2 separate regions of the Ovis aries genome follow, and region 2 is linked to region 1. Evidence: chromatin contacts called from public Hi-C data. All regions are on one chromosome and are shown on one strand. The core of a region is the stretch at or near the end of the contact, and the rest is flanking DNA. Distances in the headings are between cores, read along the strand shown. Region 1 holds the start of DUSP3 (dual specificity phosphatase 3). Region 2 holds the start of NAGS (N-acetylglutamate synthase).

What was found. Hi-C and Micro-C count contacts between places; a contact is called where the count stands out from the background.
Region 2: a contact with region 1 is called in a Hi-C map of tail adipose tissue, with 2.5 times the contacts expected there. The contact joins the promoter of NAGS here to the promoter of DUSP3 in region 1. A contact is called at or near these places in 3 of 16 Hi-C or Micro-C datasets (liver and tail adipose tissue).

Annotation. Positions count from the first base shown.
Region 1 is chr11:43,415,550-43,420,105 of ARS-UI_Ramb_v3.0, reverse strand. DUSP3 (dual specificity phosphatase 3) reads left to right here and starts at 2,480. Exons shown (of 4, transcript XM_042256028.1): 1 at 2,480-2,643; 2 at 3,688-3,844. The coding sequence starts at 2,571. CFAP97D1 (CFAP97 domain containing 1) reads right to left here and starts at 967. Exons shown (of 5, transcript XM_027975445.3): 1 at 844-967; 2 at 222-292. The coding sequence starts at 967.
Region 2 is chr11:43,602,702-43,607,094 of ARS-UI_Ramb_v3.0, reverse strand. NAGS (N-acetylglutamate synthase) reads right to left here and starts at 2,890. Exons shown (of 6, transcript XM_060394920.1): 1 at 2,423-2,890; 2 at 1,572-1,846; 3 at 1,246-1,459; 4 at 765-945. The coding sequence starts at 2,848.

The DNA of each region.
Region 1 (4,556 bases), core at 1,231-3,730:
ACTACCTGGTGCTCCCTCTCACAGTGGTGAGCATCCCCCTCCTGTGGGGTTATGGGAAAGGGGCAAACTGGGGGCTACAGTGGAGACTAAGAGCAGGGCTGAGGAATCCAGGGGTGGTGTATGGAGAGGAGGAGGAAGTAGTGGGTATTTAGAAGGCTCTGGGAAACTGGACCTCTTTGGGACATAGATAAGGTACATCTGCAGATGGCAAGAACAAATACCTGCAGTTTGCTCAGTTTTAAGATGTGATGTGTGTGCGCTGCTGGAGGTTTGGTATCAACAGTAGGCTTCACTGGAGAGGAAGGAAAGAGAGCAATGTTATGTCACAGGTATCCTGTTAGTAGCCTTAGAGACTCTGCTCACATTCTACACAATGACACTGATTAAAACATTACAAGTTTGAATTCTGAACCAATTCAGTTCAGGGATTCTGGTTTAGTTGACTTTCCCAAACTGACATCTTTTGAAGAGTTTTGAGCAGACATGAAAGCATGATGAGAGCTGAGAAAAATAAAATTTACAGACAGAAATGTTCCTTGAAGCTAATGAAAGAGCCTTTCTCCCACTCTTTCCCAATATGACTAACCTGGCTACTGAATGCTGCAGTCTCATCCTCTGTCTAGCTTTTTGGCTTGAAAGAGCTTAAATGAGTGTTTCCATCAAGGGAACTCCCTGGTGGAAGATAAATTTTGTCACTGACGCTAATGTCGTCTTGATCAGACTCAGCAGATAAGGCCATATCATTGCAAAGCTGTGTACTGCTCTGGTTTACCATCAATATCTCTTAAGGTGAGCCGTTTCAGAATCCTAGTCATAGTGTCCAGTTTAAATTGCCCCACATACCTATTTGTATTCTATTCTTATGAAATGCATAGTGGCCAAAGTCCAGCTTCTTCCTGAAGGATGTGCTCTGTCTATGATTAGAGACAATTACAGGGTAGGCCAGATAATCCAGGGAATTGTTCATCTTCTCTTCCTAGTCTCACTTCTGAAATGAGGCACCCAGGCCTCTAAGTACCTCTGTGAGGTACTTAGCGGTCCATGATGTGTTGTCATAGTTACCCAGTTATGACATCAGGGACAGGTCCCCAGGGAAGAAAGAGGAGCAGTGGAGCATGCCTGGTTGTCCCTGGGCTTCTCTTTTGAAAGTTAACCTAGGTCCAAGCCAAGATGGGGACTGAGGCTCAGAAGATTTCCCACCTGCCTGGAATGCAGGTGCCACCAAAGGCAGCAGGAAAAAATTTGTTGTCTGGAAGGGGTGGGAAGGCATGAGGTGGTGGTGGTGGGGGGGCTGTGATACACCTTGGGCTTCAAGTGTAGTCTCCACTGCAATGGTTTCCCCGAAGGTGTGAGACTACAGCTATTGGAGATATCAATACAAGATCCTTAATGATAATTTGATTCAATGTCTTCATTTTGCAGATGGGGAAACTGAAGTCCAGAGCAACAACCAAACTGCTCTAGAGAAAGTTAGTGGCAGAACTGGGCTCGGGATGTGGGTTTTCTGAATTCTCAGCACCACAGTTGCTCTTTGGAGGGTGTGGAGATCTGCCATTTTCATGCCAGTGGAGGAGGATGGTCATTTACTGGTAGCCGGACCTCAGTAAATGATGAGTTGCTGACATCATGTGGCTTGTAGTGGGCTGGCAGCTGCTCTAGGAGGTGTAGCGCCTAGAGGGTGCGCTACAAGTTTGCTATTGGAGGGAGAACACCTACCTAGTACTCACTATGCAAAGCTTGGGCGCTTTCCTGGAATGTTATATTGAATCTTTCAAAAGGCCCTAGGAGTTAGGTGCTTTTATTACCCCCATTTTTTTTTTCAACAAACAGGCTCAGAGAGGTTAAGTCACTGCCCAGGGCCAGAATGCCATGCTTGTTTGCATAGAGCCCAAGCTTTAGGCTGGAAGAAATGTGCCCCCGAGTTGGGCTTCTCAGCCTTTAACCTTCGTAGGGATCCCCAGCAGGGCTTGTAAAATGCACATCCTCCCTTAGCAGGTCTGAGCTGGGCGGCGGGGTGGGGGCGGGGGGGGGGGCGGAGATTTTACATTTCTGACCAGCTCCCGGGTGAAGCCAACGCTGCTGGTCCGCAGCAGGCAGTCAGAGCTCACACTCGGAACCCGGGTGTCCCTGTAATCCCGAGAAAATTAAGCGACACTTGGGTGTACCCCCGGTCAAGAAAAATTTTTATTGCGCCCTGCATTTAGTCCAGTGGAGCTACTGCACGTCCATGCCTCAGCGGGGGGTGGGAAGAGGACTCTCCGAAACTCCAGGGTGGCAGCATTTCCGCCCCGGATTCAGGCCCAGAGGTCTTTCCCCGCGTCCCCCGGGCGCCAAGCGGCGCACATACTTTCCGGAGCTGAGCGCGCCTGGGCGCCCGCGCTTCGCCGCTTCCCGCGCCTTGCGGGCCCGCCTCCGGGGCGGGACGGGGCGGGTCCCGGCTCCGGAGCCCCCGCCCAGCTGACCCGGCCGCTCTCCCCTCGCTCGAGGCTGCCCGGGCGTGCAGGGCCCTGCCGCCGCCATGTCGGGCCCGTTCGAGCTCTCCGTGCAGGATCTCAACGACCTGCTCTCGGATGGCAGCGGCTGCTACAGCCTCCCGAGCCAGCCCTGCAACGAGGTCACCCCCAGGATCTACGTGGGCAACGCGTGAGTCGCCTCTCTCGGGCCCCGAGACGCCCCTCCAGCCCCTCCCCGGGGCGCCCCGCCCACCCGAGGGCTGGGGTGGGGGCGTCGGCGGGAGCGGGTGGGGGGAGCCGGGGCGGGGTCGCTCCTCCGGAAGCCGGGGCCGGGGCTGGGCGGGGGCTGGAGTCACCGCCCACCCTTCGTGCGTGGGGCGGAGGGGCTGGACCCCGCCCCATCCCAGCTCTGTCCTTCCTTTCCCTGGGTGGTGGAGAGCCGGGGCCGCTCGGGCAGCCAGCGTCCGGCCCGAGGCCTCCACCCTCTAGGTGCTCGGCCTTGGGCGGTGTCGGGGCGACCAGGTTCACTTAACAGGTGGCCCTATGTCGCCCGACCGGTCTCCGGCCCGCGCGTCATGTGACAGCTGCCTGGTTCTGCAGTGAGGTCACCGCGGAATGTCTGCCTTCGCTGCCATGGCAACGGGGTGACGTCACAATTCGGGCGTGGAATTTTCCCGGCGAGGCAGGCTTAGATCGGAGAATTGACATATCCCAAACTTGGGGGTTCAGAGATCTGGGCCCACGTTTCCTCGCTCCTCCCCCTACCTTCCACTTAGAGTTTGATTTATCTAGAATTCTAGAACGACCCAATTTATGATAAAACCCTTGAGGACCCGAGCCATCACTTAGCAAAGGCTGCCGACCTTCTCGCCACCAGGAAATGCATTTATTATTTATCACTTAGGAGTTCTTACCAAATCGATTTTCTCATTTTCTCATAGTCAAACTACTAGTAAGAATTTCTCAGCAGCAGGAGATAACTAGTGATAGCCATTTTGAGAGGTGTTGAAATCTCAGCCAAAAGTAAAAAATAGATTGCCATGCCTGTGTAGCCTCCAGAGGGCACAGGAGGTTGGATTGGATTTTCATGAGACCCTGAGGCCCTAAGCTCCGTGGGCCCAGAAACCGCAAGTCTAACCCGGTTCTCTCCTTTTTCACAGGAAGAAATGATGGCCCAGAGCAGGTGAGGGCTTGTGAGGTTAGGGTCAATATCTTGTTCATGTCTGTATCCCAGGTCCTGGACTAGGACCTGATGCTTACTTTGCCAAGGACTGCCGCAAAAATGGGGGTCATCACGGAACTAGGGGGTCTAGAAGTCAGGTCCCAGCTTCATGGGGGCCAACCTCGTCCATCTATCACTCATTCACCACATGGAGCATCACTGGTGTCAGGTACTGAACAAGGTTCATTCACAGTGTGTGTGTTAATTGCTCAGTCGCGTCTGACTCAGCGCACCTATGGACTGTAGCGGCGCTAGCCTCCTCTGTCCGTGTAATTTCCCAGGCAAGAATGCTGGAGTCGGTAGCCATGCCCTTCCCCAGGGGATCTTCCCAACCCAGGGATCGAACCTGGGTCTCTTGCATTGCAGGCAGATTCTTTACCATCTGAGCCACCAGACAAGCCATCATTCACAGTAGTGATGGTAAAGTTGTTGAATGTTGACTTAGTATTTGAGAAGGCAGATGAATGGCAGTGACTCTTCAAAGTTAGTTATTTTAGAGCCTTTTTAATGAGCAACTTTACAGTTGCGTGCAGTGTCCTGATAGCTAACAAAGGGTACCAGAATCTCATCCAGAGTCCTCAGTAATTGCTGAGTTCTGAGAATAAGCCCCTTTCCATCCACCCAAGCAGCAAGGGGCCTTGCACTCTTGGAAACCCTGCTCTCTTGGGCAGTTTGGCTCAGTCAGCTGTCACTACTTCCAAGGTGGAAACCAAAGATGTGACCATCTGGTGGTGGTCAAGGGTGGCACGTGCCAATGGCCACTGTAGAAAACACATCCCTTGCCTTTAAGCAAATCTGACCTTGACACAGGGGCATGGGGAGTGCTCCACAGGGAGGATTGACTGAGTACCTATTTCTCCCCTACCCCTTGCTGTCAGGAG
Region 2 (4,393 bases), core at 1,641-4,140, 190 kb before region 1:
AGGTTCCAGATAGGAAGGTGGCTGGTGGGACAGTTACCTTCTTTGGGAGCTCTCCACGATAAGATGCTTCCTATGGTCTGTATAGAGTTGTCTGTGCTCTTCACTCAAGGAGATGCGTTTCCTAGGCAGTTCGTCCCTGGAGTTCCCCCGCCCCCTACCCCGCCCTCCCACTCACCTGTGGCTCCACCTACTTCCCCTAGTCCCGCCCATCCATGCCCACCCGGCTCCTGGCCCCGCCCACCTCTCCTGTGCTGCGTGTGTACTTAGTCGCTTAGTCGTTTTGGACTCTTTGCGACCCCTTGGAGGGAGACCACCAGGCTCCTCTGTTCATTGGGATTCTCCAGGCAAGAATACTGGAATGGGTTACCAGCCCTCTCCAGGGGATCTTCCGAACCCAGATCTCCCGCATTGCAGACGGATTCTTTACCGTCTGAGCCACTAGGGAAGCCCGAGAATATTGGAGTGGGTAGCCTATCCCTTGTGCAGCGTATCTTCCCGATCCAGGAATCGAACTGGGGTCTCCTGCCTTGCAGGCGGATTCTTTACCAGCTGAGCTACTCATTCCACTTGGGTCCGCTGGGTCTGTGGTTCCTCCCACCCCAGCCAAGTCCCGTCCACCTGCCTAGTTTCACCCAAGTTCCAGCCCAGGCAGGTCCACCTACTTGCAAACCTCCCCCAGGTTTGGCAAGGGCAGGAAGCCTTTACTGTGGCTTCTCCTGCCCCGCGCGCCCCCAAACCCGGCGCGCCCCTGCCCTCGCCCTCACCCTTGTTGCTGAAGAGCTCGGTGAGGAACATGCTGGCAGCGGTGATGACGGCGGAGGAGTGATGGGGCAGGCGACTGAGTATGTCCACGATGAGCCGAATCTGCTGGCGTTCTTTAGTGCTCACCCAGTCGGCATTGGTCACCAGGTCCAGGTCGGCGGGCAGGTTCACGTTACTCAGGACCTGTGTCCCGGACTAGGGGGTGAGCCTCCGACCTGCAGCCGCACCAGGACTGCGTCCCGCCCTACGGACCTCTCCTCACTTAACCCCTTTTCCCTTACTTCCTCCCGGAGTCCTCCACCAGGGAGGGCTCAGATCTGAACACCGTAGGCTGAATCCCTCCCTGACACTCCATTCCCGACCCATGCGGCTTCGAAGAGACTGACTCTGGGGCCCATAAGGGAGGCGTGCAGGGGCCGCAAGAGAGACACTCAGCGGAGGTGCGGAGGCGCAGGGACTGGAGCCCGAAAGGAAGAGACATACCTTGTGACTGCCGTCGTGCAGGCCGCCTGTGGTGTTGAGGAAGATGATTTTGGTGGGCCGCAGCGCCTTAGCCAGAGACGCGGTCACCTCCAGCGAGTCCAGGAGCACCGAGCGGCGCGCGGCGGTCTCCCCAATGGGACACAGGATGGGGATGCTTCCGGACTCCAGGCACCACTGGAGCAGATCGGTCTCCACAGAGACGATGCCACCGTAGCTGTGGGCCAGACGCGGGGCTCAAGGAGATCGCCTCCGGGCCCGCGGGGCTGGGGCTGCGCAGGCCGAGCGGCGTGATCCGAGGAGCCGGGACAGGCAGGGTCGGCACTCACCTGGCGTGAGGGGCTGGCTCAGCAGCGCTCAGCACAGACCCGCCGCCAAAAAAAGGCACGGCGGCTGCCGCATTGTGCCGCAGGGCGTCCACCAGCACCGTGCATCTCTGGGCGAGCTGTGCCTTGGCCTCCCAGAAGGAAAGACAGCCCGAGGGCGCCGTGGGAGCAGGCTGCCCCAAGACCACCAATGGCTTCATGTCCATGCGCTGCAGGAAGGCCAGGGCGAAGGCCAGACTGGATACTGCCTTCGGGCACTTGATCACCTCCTCCTCCACCTGCGGAGGCGTGGGCGTTCAGGGGGCACGACGCCCACCCTGACTCCTTCCTCACCTGCTCGTTCCTCCAGCCTGGTCCTCAGGGTCCCCTCTGAGGGGGAGTCCCCATCCTGCCCAGGAGTTATCAGACCCCATTTCTGGTCACCTGCGCCCACCTGCTCTGCCCTTTGCCCCATTGGGTCTTGCCATCATCCTCTTATCTCACACTAGCGTTAGTCGCTCGGCTGCTCCCTGCGACCTTGGACTCTAGGACACCTTAGGGGGAGGGGTGACACAGGCAGCTTCTCTCCAGGTTCCCCGATGGCCAACTGAACCCCTAACTGTGCCCAGGGTGGGAGGACTACTCTGGCGCATCTTATTCCACCGGCTGGAGACCCCAGACTCCTCACCGGGCTAGGAGCCAGGCTTTTCGAGGGCCGCGGCCTCTCCCAGTCCCGGGCGCTCGTTAGGGCTCAGTTGATCCCCTTCCTGGTTCCCCTCCCCGATCGACAGCCCGTCCTGCCAGACCCGGCGACACATCGGCACACAGCCCCCACCCACGGTCTGCGACCCAGCCAGACGCCGGGCTCGGCTCACCTCGATGACGGCGAAGGGCCTGTCGGCGCAGTGATGGCAGGCCTGGAACTGCGTGAGCCAGTGGTGCGCCTCCCCGGGACTGGCCCCGCACTGGTTCAGGAAGGTCTGGATGTCTCGCTGCACCAGCGAGCGGCCGGCGGGGGGCCCCGGGGAATCGGGGGGCACCGGGGGCGCGGGGGGCTGCGTCCACAACGGCTCCTCCGCTGCAGACGGATGGACGTCGTCCTTGGCTCCCTCGGCCTCCTCTCGGGCTAGCTGGGCCGGCCTCCAAGCCGTGCTGAGCCGGCGTCCCGGGCTGGTACCCCTGGTCGCCTGCCGCCGCGCGCCGCAGCTCAGCCTCCTGGTGCTCCCCGTGCCTCGGGGTCCCCGGAGCCTCCCGCCCACAGGCGCTGCCCAGAGGGCCCAGGCCATACGCACCGTCGCCATGACAACCAGACCGAATCGCCCCCCCACTAGTGACCGTCTGTCAGGAGCTCCTGCCTTCAGGGGCCTCTTAACCTGCCGCGGGGCGGGGCTGGGCCGTTCGGGGCGGGGCGACGACGGGGTAGGGGGCCGCGGGTCGGGCCATGGGTCAGAGGGCGGCGCTGACAGGATTCCCCGCCCCTGGAGGGGGGTGACGGAACCCACTAGCGAGAGTCACGAGGCCGAGATAAAGGGTGGCTGCGTGTCTAAGCTACTGCCAAGGCCGGTTTCAGAAGGGTTCAGGGGCCCCACAGGTGGCTCTGGCGCTCAGCGGGGTCTTGAACAACCAAGGAGGAGTCTGACTAGGGCAAGAGGGCAGAGCAGCCACCTGACTAAGGAAGGAGGCTTATGGGGCAAGAGTGAAAGCCCGGGGGTAGGGCAAGCCTCTGCCCCGTTTGAGCTCAAAGAAGATGGAATCACGTGGAGGTTACCAGGGTTTGCCAAACCCCAGCCACTGGGTGCCACCTTGAAGAATTTTGTCTTTGTGGATAAATTTTAAATTTATCCACATCAGGACTGTAACTAGAAAGCTGATGTCACTTGTAAGAAAGCCTTACAAATAAACAGGTTAAAAAATGTTATAAATTCCAGCTGGATAGTGTTGACTGCTTCTGTTGGAAACAAAGATGGTTAGGAAGGTAGAGATCCCATAGCAAGCTTGACGCTTCTTCCTTGGTAGAATAGCTGCTGACACATGCAGAACACCAGGCCCTATGCAAAGCACTTCACAAATAGTAACTCACTGAAGCCTTACAATGACTCCAGAATGGACACTTTTATTATACCCATTTTATAGATGAGGAGACTGAGGCACAGAAATGTGTGAGGGCCAAGGTCATTCAGTTCATTAGCAGTGGAGGTGGTCTTTGAGGCAAAGCAGTTTTGTTCCTGATTCATGTTATTAAGCAAGATGTGCAAAGGACTTGAAAACTTTCATAGGATGTGATTCATTATTGCTTAATACTGTATACGTGTGCTGCTTAAAAACACCCAGTGCGCAATCTGGTACACATCCTGCCCTCGGGGACACTATCCTCTGATGGGGTCCCACCCTCTGTCCTTATGGAGGGTGAAACCAACTGCAGAGGGGTGACAAATTGGCTGAGGTCACACAGCTTGTTAGTGTCACGGCCAGACCCTTGGCACCCTTGGGCCCCCCCCACCGCCCCACCCCTGCACAGCTCTGTGTTCCCTGTGCTGGAACTCAGGACTCCTGGGGCTTTGCTTGCGTGGGGAGCATAGTCTGGGTTCTTCTCTCCTGAGTACTGCAGAGGATGCCAGCTGAATGCACCAGTCCTTCCTGGGCCTCCCCCATTAAAAGACACTTTCCCGTGAACAGGTGCACGTTATACAAGCAGGCACACACGCACACAGCACAGTACATGCACGTACTGTCCCGGGCAGGAGACTCCTGTCAGCAGGAGACAGGAGCTGACCTCTGTGATTTCCGCTCACTTTTCCATTTCCCTGCTTCGAAATTCTGAGTTCCAACAGAGAGTGAAGCAATGA